Linked DNA regions of Rattus norvegicus: region 2 is linked to region 1. The links are chromatin contacts, called in public Hi-C maps. All regions are on one chromosome and are shown on one strand. Each heading gives the region's core, a stretch centred on a gene start, on an enhancer-like site or on the middle of the called end of the contact. The rest is flanking DNA. Distances are from core to core; before and after follow the strand shown.

What was found. Hi-C and Micro-C count contacts between places; a contact is called where the count stands out from the background.
Region 2: a contact with region 1 is called in a Hi-C map of liver, with 3 times the contacts expected there. The contact joins two enhancer-like sites. A contact is called at or near these places in 3 of 12 Hi-C or Micro-C datasets (kidney and liver).

The regions. Positions count from the first base shown.
Region 1 is chr19:33,838,536-33,843,246 of GRCr8, reverse strand. No RefSeq gene overlaps it. Among named protein-coding and RNA genes, the nearest start is that of Trnap-agg28, 260 kb to the left of the region's middle. Within about 2 kb of position 1,361, at least 2 of the 93 cell types and tissues checked have an H3K27ac peak or open chromatin away from gene starts, as enhancers often do. A contact at or near this core is called in liver, where this site is marked.
Region 2 is chr19:33,936,189-33,940,570 of GRCr8, reverse strand. No RefSeq gene overlaps it. Among named protein-coding and RNA genes, the nearest start is that of Trnap-agg28, 160 kb to the left of the region's middle. Within about 2 kb of position 2,535, at least 2 of the 93 cell types and tissues checked have an H3K27ac peak or open chromatin away from gene starts, as enhancers often do. A contact at or near this core is called in liver, where this site is marked.

The sequences.
Region 1 (4,711 bases), core at 112-2,611:
CTTCTTCTTCTTCTTCTTCTTCTTCTTCTTTTTCTTCCTCCTCCTCCTCCTCCTCTTCCTTCCTGCCTCTTCTTCTTATTCTTCCTCTTCTTCCTCTTCCTCTTCCTCCTCCTCTTCCTGCCTCCTCCTCCTCCTCCTCCTCCTCCTCCTCCTCCTCCTCCTCCTCTTCTTCTTCTTCTTCTTCTTCTTCTTCTTCTTCTTCTTCTTCTTCTTCTTCCTCTTCCTCTTCCTCTTCCTCCTCCTCCTCTTCTTCTTCTTCTTCACATATTCAAAAAGACAAAATGCTGTAAGACAATTTCAAATGTACAAAGTTACATGTCAAACACAGCTCGACAAAGCAGCGCAAGTGCCGTGTGCACAAAAACGGACATTGAAATGATGGCGTGTGATGACATTCATAAATGACACGAACACCTTGCCTCTGAATAACAGTATACAGATGAGGCTCTCTGCCAAATGCTTCTATGTCCCCAGCCCAGCCAGATGGTCTTGTCTGTGTACTCTTCAGAAACAATAACCCCCTTCCCCCTCCCTGTGTAATCCCTGCCATGCAAGACCTCAGCCTGCTCTCTCTGCTCCCTGAGGGGCATAGTGCTCCACCCATAGTGTTTTTTCTTTCTAAACTTCTTCAAGGCAAACTCCACTTGGAATATTCTTTGCTGGTTTGGAATAAACCTAAAAAACTAAAGCGTTGTTTCTCCTTTCTCCTCTGACGTCATCTCAAACACCCACCCACCCACACACCTGCCTGCTCTCGGCTCTCAACTTGCTCCTCCTACCACATCCAGGCTCCCACACTGAAACCTACCTCCAGCTCTCTGCCTCTGCTGTCCCCTTTCCTCTGCACATTTGCACAGACTTATTTCATAAAAACGTCAGCTGTTAAGTTAACATTATTTAAGGGGCTTTGGGTTTTAGTTCCTGAGTGCAACCTAAGCTGGATCCTCGAAGGGCTGACAAGAAGCCCGGTCTGTATAAAACATGACCCACAGAGGCACTAAATAAATAACCTGGCTGTGGGCTCCCAGGCCTCTATTTATCACCGAGGCAATGATAAGGATCTGATTTAGAGTGAACCCTGCTGAGGGTCGAGCCGGCACAAGCTGTAATATGATCTGCAGGGGAGAGGGCCGATAACCTTAAACAATGCGAAGAAACCCTGTCAGATAAATAAAACAAACTGTTTGTCCATTAAATAGTGCTGTCAGTAAGAGAACGGAGAAGCCAAACACTGCTAAATCCAATTCCTTTATGGCTGCACAAAGCCAGAAACATCCTAACCAAGCTGGGGAGTAAGTCCCCCAGAACAGACCGGGGGCCAGGGATCTGATTACTGAGGTGACTGGGGGAGGAGACAGCAGAGGTTTGATCCAGGGCATGACCTATGTCCTCTGTCATCCGCAGACTTTGGTGTTCTGCTCTGTGCAGTGGCTTTTCATCGTGCTGGTCCAGCCCACCCGGCTGGCTTGTTGATGTGGACCCACGAGATAAGCCTAGCAAAGGAATTCTGAAGAAATTAAGGCAGGATGCTCAGAAATGCTAGTGTCTACGTGATCAGACCAGGCACTGAAGGGCTTGCCAGAGGTGGCGGAGCTCACGTCAAAGGACAACCTCCACTCAACCTCGTCATCAGGCTGCCTCAAAATACAGCCCACTGGTGTTAAGTCTGTTCATGACAGGCATTCAAGTGTGAAATATCAAGAGTCCACATGGAAATGTGAGATTTCTAACATGTTCTGTGTTGACATAGAACATTTTAGTATAATTCCATGTGTGGTTAGTTGAATGCTAGCTGGGTTTGTTGCAGCTTACAGATTGCAGCCTTTGGATTAGTGAAAGCAAGGACAAACGTTTTCCTGGTTGTCACGAAACTCGCTGTTCACATCCTGTAAGAACCTGGAGGTAGAATGGGCAGAGACAGCCATGCCTGCTCACAAGCTCTCAGGCATATCCACCCACGTTACACTTCTCCCTTCCAACTTTATGATGGAATCCACTCAGCATGCCACTGCATATGACACAGAATCACCCCACGACAGAGAATCTCTGCTATTGGTGTCCTGCAAACTGTTCTGGAGATGTTCACCTCTGCACGGAGAACTCTGATCTCATTGCCAGTGTTTCTCAATAGCAGTTGGACAGGGACTGAGTGTCGGCAGGTTCTCTCTCCTCAGGCTCAGGGCAAAGAAATCATGGCCCCACAGTTTAGCTAACACAATGAGTAGCGCCAAATGGACCCTCTGCTTCTTCCTATCTATAGGAGTCTAATCTGTGCTCTTGAAGAAATCCAACCATGTAAGTGGTCAACACGGCCAGGCTAGGTCTTCAGAGGAGATCCAGAGAAGATGCTAAACTGCCCAACAGGGGCAGATTTCTCTGGATGACTATTGGCTGGCTCTCGGTACAGGCTCAGAGCCACCAGTGATGCTTGCTGAATAGGGGCATTCCAGAACCTTTTCCTGGCAGGCCCAGCTGGGTATGACCCAGGGACATTTATCCCTGCCCACTGCATCACTAGTGAGTCTGGCCTATTTTCTACTTGCTGATTTAATGGGAGCATTAATTTTTGATTTCATTAAAGCCAGAGTTCCCAGACTTGTTTGCTTGCCAGACTGTGACTCCTCAGGGACCTTCTAGAAGACAGACTTTGTTTATATAAGGGGGTGAGTTTTGACCTGCCCATTGTGGGCACGGAAGTAAAGAAGCCCTTGTCTCGTCACTATGATCTGGAGAAGCAGGTCTTCTCCAAACCTTACAGACGGTAGAATGGACATCTGGAAATGTAACATGACCATGATTTTTAGAATCAGGACAAGATTGGGTTTCTTCAAGGAGGCTGTGGCTGTAGGTGTCTGCTGCAGACTCTGAAGGTTCTCTCTCTCTCTCTTCATGGCTCATTATGATTTCAACTTCATTTTGGGAAGAAGAAGAGGAAGTATTTATTTGCACAGAATTATATATTTTTCCAGTATTTGATGTGCACTATTGAATTACTCTGCCACCCGTCCCTTCATCAAGCTGGAATCAGGCTCTGCACTGTTTTTTTTTTTTTTTTTTGTATTTGAGATGGTTCTTGGTAGGACTTTGAGGCTTTAGGTCACACTATCTATTCACTGAGAACCTTATGTAACAATGATCAAAGATTAATTCTAGATTGAAAAGCAGTTGCCCAGAATTGAGGGAGAAGTAGATGGAGTCTCAGAACAGACTAAATGGATTGACAATACAGAAATTTGAAATGTTTTTCCTAATGATTCTTTATGTCAGTCCAGTCTTTAGTTCTGTCATAAATGGAATACTGGCTTAGCAGTTTACAGGTGGTGAGGCTGGATTTGGGGGCTGTTGTTTGTGATCTTAGCACTTAGGAGGTGATCTTTGGAGTCCACGAATTCAGGAGCAGATATGTAAATATAACAAGCTCGAATCTCAAAACAGCAACAACCATAACACACACACACACACACACACACACACACACACACACACACCACACACACACACACTTGTGCACAAGTATTTGTACATGGAAAATGGTTTCTTCATATTTGAAGGATTTCCTATATGAATGCAATTCTAAAGTTAAGGAAATAAAAATACAATGTAAGATGGCTAAGAAAAATATTGAAAAAGAGGTATATCTTGAATAATAGGAGTATAAATCCCAGGAATGTAAATGACTTTGAGTCTGATCTAATCCAGAGCTTCAAATGACAGCACTGGAAATCTTTGTTTCTTTGCTTCATCTTTTATGCTGATTTTACTTCCGATGAAAGTTTCCTCCCCCATATCATAACTCCCTACATCCAACCAACTGGACAATACTCCTGTTGACCTGTCACATTTTCTTATTGGCTTGAGACATGTGCACCTTCTCACCTCATCCCTTATTATACAGTATAATGACTGAGCAAAGTGGACAGGCAGTAAAGACATGGTGATCTTAATGGCAGGGGAGAGCAGGACTGTTAAAGACAAAGGGGGCACTGATTCTGGTCAAGAATGGACTATGGATGTTTTCTACAAGTAGAGACAAGATGTATATAGGAAAGAATTCAAGATCATTTTCTCTTTTCTGCCTCATATTAACTCATTAAGGTAGAAAGTTGAAACACTGAAATGGACACTCACCAACAAGGAGGGAGAAGACAAGGTCTCTCTGCACTTGGGAGATGTCTAAGACTTGGTTTTGTTTTGGGAAGGCTGCTTAAGTTTTTGTTTTCTTTTAAGAACCTACAGTAACTCAGTCTGGCTAATAAAGTGTTTGTCTAGTACATTATGGAAGTCCTGGGAGACTATTGAATCAATTAGAATGATTTGTAATTAGCACACCAACCTAATGACAGGGTTTCTCTAAATTGCTTGAAAATAGTTTGGTCTTTTAAGGGACTTGCAATGCCCCTCTTGTGAGCTCATTTATATTAGTGATAAGCTTATTAGCTTTTCAGAAATTTCTAGAAGATAAATTTTGTTCAGATTTTCTGCATGAAATGCCCTAAATTATGAATTAAATGATTTTGTATAATGTCTGCTGTTGTATCAAATAGAAAACTTCCCATCTTTATAAAAAATGATTCACAAAATCCTCTTGAATAAGATAACACAAGAAGCATCTTTGAAAATTCTAATCTCAGGAAAAAATAATGTTAGATTCTAAAGCCCTGTCAGATGGAGATGCCAGAAAGAATAGATCTGCCACTGAGGGTGTGTTCTC
Region 2 (4,382 bases), core at 1,286-3,785, 96 kb before region 1:
CTTCGTATACTGGCCTTCGAGGAAAGGGAGACTCTGGAGAAGGACCAGCCATTGAGTCTCTGAATTCAGTCTTGGCAAAGCAAGACTCGAGTTTGCCAAGAACACACTGAAGAGATGTTTCTTACTTCGTATTCAAACAGAGTCGTAGAATGCTGACAAGCAGGACATTGTTTGTAGAAGAATCACAGACCACACGTGTGACCATAAGGGATAACTTTAAGGCCTGCCTAGTCCAAAACTGCCTCGTTTTGTAGCAACAGCACTGAAGGCTGAGAGGAGATGGCCTGGTCAAGGTGGGACAGCCAGGGAAGCAGTGAGGGCTGAGGTTCTGGCCTGGGAGCTGCTGTTATTTTATCCCCATCTCCACGGCTGTGATCAAAGGACACAGTTTCTCTCACACATAAAGCAATAACCTGGCCTTAATAAAAAGTTGGGTAGGTGACTAATGAACTATGTCTACCATGAAGTGGGTATCCTTAGTCAACCGCCAAACCCTGTTCATGCATAAGCCTTTATGTCTGTGTGACAAGCTCTCATTTGAATGCACAAGTGAGCGCACAGACCCCTGTGGAAAAATCATTAACTGAGCTGTGGTGGGGCCCACAGGTGGCCAGACCACATGTCTGTGGCACTGCTGGAAGTGATGGAGAGTCTCAAAGCTCACTTCCCACCATGAGCGCCAGTCTCAGGCACATGAACTTGGGTCCCTCCCATGAAGTGCAGAGCAAATCTGCATGGGCCGATGGCTTACCCTCTGCCTGCTGGGCACTGGCTCTCCCTCTGTCCCCGAAGCATCTTTGTTCGTAGGTATGTTTGGGCATGGGCGCACACTCACCTGCAATGGGAAGTGGAGATGCCTGCCTTTTCTTTTCAGCCCTCCCTCCTCTGTTTTTGCCTGTCTTTTTGTTTTGTTTTGTTTGTTTTTTTGGCTTTCTTTATTCTTTTTCCTTCCCTCCTCTTTTGCTCCCAGATGTCATCCTCTCTTTGGCAGGATATTGATACGGAGTTCAGAATAGTTTCAAACTTGTGATTCTGTTGCCTTAGTCTTTTGAGTATGCAGGGTGCACATTTATATTTATTGTTGTTGTCATTGTTGTTGTTTGGTATATATCTTCTGCTCTGAACTAGGTCTTGGGTTTTATTGGATCTGATAGATCACATTACACACCAATGTATCTAAACACAGTGAGAAATACACTACGATGATATGATAAGAGACTTGTAATTCACTTATGTTTTTTGGTGCTAGCTATCTAACCTGGGGTTGGGCAAGCATTTTATACCTGCTGTCCATGTCCAGCCTGACATAGGGGTCTAAGGAACAAATGGGGTCATCAAAAGAAGAGCTGTTAGACAATGTGGAGAGAAGATGAAGCCCTGGTCTGGCCTAAATACTTGTGCCTCATGACTTGGGGCACACACACTTTATTTGTGCAGGTTGAAGTTCCCTTTGTATGACCCTCTTTCAGCAGTGGAGAAGGCCTTTCCCCATATGCATCTCAAAGACATGAAATACCTCAGGTCCAGTTCAGACACACAGATCCATCAGTCCAAAGAGTCTCTTTAATATCCAATCCCAGGCTTAGAGTTTCTCTCCCAACTCTGAAAGTTCAGAAGGAACCCTGCCATCAACCAGGGCCCAGGGTCCTGAGTTCTTTCTGCCATAATTTTGCACCAGTGTCAAACTCTTAACCTTCTGAATGTACAAAGAGGTTTTTATTTTAAGTCCACGGCACAAACGACCTCTTCAGATTCATAATGAGGCACGCATTGAATGGAACATAGCTCAAGGTGAGTCATTCATTAATCATAAACAAAACAGGCCCTGATCAAGGACACATAAGCGCACACTGTAAAAAAAGAGGCCAGTTGCCCAATCCCTTTATTTAATATTAACTAAATTATGTTTCTCATGTGAGTCCCGAGAAAGTGATTTTTCTCACTTTATTTGTAGGCGGCCCAGCGTGAATAGATAATTACTTCCCTCAGTGTTGTTTCCCCTGAAGGTCCACTGTGTTCAACAAGACACTATCAAGTCTGGCCTCTTGTGTGGAGGTGGGGTGTGAGGGGCCTTGTGCCTGGAGCTGGAGACTTTAAACTGGAATCCACCAAGCATGAAAAACAGCCGCCAACAAGAGTATTACAAATGACATGAAAATATTTGCGATTAATAACAGCTAACCAGAGTCTCATGATCCAAGAAATGCATGATTACTTTATTACAGATATCTGATATGTTAATTATCTTCAAAAATTTCACCACTGTTCTCTGCTTTGGCAGAAATTTGAGCAGGGGAAAAGGAAATTTGAACGTTTATGTAAGTTGGAAACAAAGCATTTAGGAGATTGGACTTTAGAAGACCTGGGAATGGTATTTGGTATTCAATTCTGTGGGACAAGAAGGAAATGAAATCACAAGAATAGAAATGAGGGTGAAGGCTGAAATTTGAGTCTAGGAGAACTTGGCTGTCATCAGTAGAAGCTCACTCACCTTTACCTTTCTGGATCAAAATGCTCTGGGTGCTAATGGGGGAGGGGCGGACGGATGAGATTGGCAACATCTGCAGGTGACAGCAGCAAGGGAGCCGGAATCAGTATTTGCCTAAGACCAAGCCTCTTGGAGGGATTTTCTCCTTACCACAGGGGAGCCTTCCCACACTAGCCCCTTTCCCAGACAAGCTGTCACTGAGTCATCATATAGCATCCTAACTCTGGGAAGGGAGGTCACCCAACTGCTGATACTAATAGACCGAGTCAGTAGGCATTAGAGATCCCAAAGGGTGGTGGTGGCATCCTGGCTGCAGGAAGCCAGCCATCTGGCTATGGGGACAGGGAACTGACAGCATTGTGTTAGCTACTTACCTGCAGCTATTCTCTCAGATGAACCTTCTAGACGTTGACAGTTCAAGGGTGGCTTTTCAGGGTTGATGGCAAACAGAATAGGCTCAAAGTATTTCTCAGGTTGTCGGTCAGTAAGGCAGACTTTCTGGAAGGGCAGTGCCCATTCTTGGCCCTGAATCTTCAGATGAATTGCCAGGGTGTCACTTCTGTTTCTTGCTTCTGTCTACTAAAAGGATCAGGTTATCTTTATATTTTAGATCTTAGAAGAAAAAGGAAGGCAAGTCACACACACAGGGAGGGTGCTGGGGGGACAGTAATCAAGGTGGGCTTGGAATCCCCAGGTATTCATAACCTTAGATTTATAACACTGCTCCACAGCAAACCAGTGAGCCTGTCATGGCAGAGCAAGAATTCACGCAGAGGGCTGGAGAGATGGCTCAGCGGTTAAGAGCATTAACTGCTCTTCCAGAGATCCTGAGTTCGATTCCCAGCAACCACACGGTGGCTCACAACCATCTGTAATGGGATCTGATGCCCTCTTCTGGTGTGTCTGAAGACAGCTGCAGTGTCTCATATATAATAAATAAGTAAATCTTAAAAAAAAAAAGAATTCACGCAGAACACTCTACCTGACGTAGCATAAGTCTGTAAGAACAGTCCACAGTGCCACCATTCACCAGTCTGTGCCCTAGAATTGCTTTGACACATCACAGACACACTTACTGTTGAAACACCAGCTCTGACCATTTGGAGCTCTTCCTTTGGATCAGCCTTCTAAGTACCTGGAAAGGGAACTTCCCTGTCTGTAGTGAGCTTCGGTGTGTATGGACCAAGGATGGAATGGTGGTCCCGAAAGCTACAGTTGGAGAAAGCTCAGTGTCCAAGCTAGTGTTTGGGATCCTTACATCATTGGCTTGTCTTGGTGTAGAGTCAGCTAGAAGACTGTTGGGGAGCGACCTCTGGCCTTGCCAGCAGGTGTGTCTCTAAGGGAGACCAATACAGTCAGGGAGACATACCTTGAAAGTGAGTGGAACCACCTACAGCCTGGGGCTTCGGAGGGAATAAGACACGTACAGAAATGTCTTCCTTTCCCTGCCCTAAGTCACGCTGTGTGGTGCTGTGCTCCAACAACCATTTCTTCTATGACGAGCTGAATGCTCTCAGGCTGTGAGCCAAGATAAGTCCTTGTCCCACGATACTGCTTCTGGCAGACACTTAAGTCACAGGAGCTAATAGGGCCTTGATCAGCACTGCACCTGTCACAGTGACAGCATTCCAAGGTCATAGCTCTTCAACTGCAAAAGATGGAAAATAGCAACCCTTCATACATGGAAGGTCATGCAAAAGAAAGTCACAGAGGTATTTCAGCACGGCTGGGTCCATAGTGTACTCCTGGGAAATCACTAGCTATAGTAACCATCACCATACCGTCATCACCACCATCACCCACCACCACCACCACCACCACCAATGTCATCATTGTCCTTGTCGTCATCACTATCTTCATCAATCACTAGCTACTGCTATTATTATTAGCAATA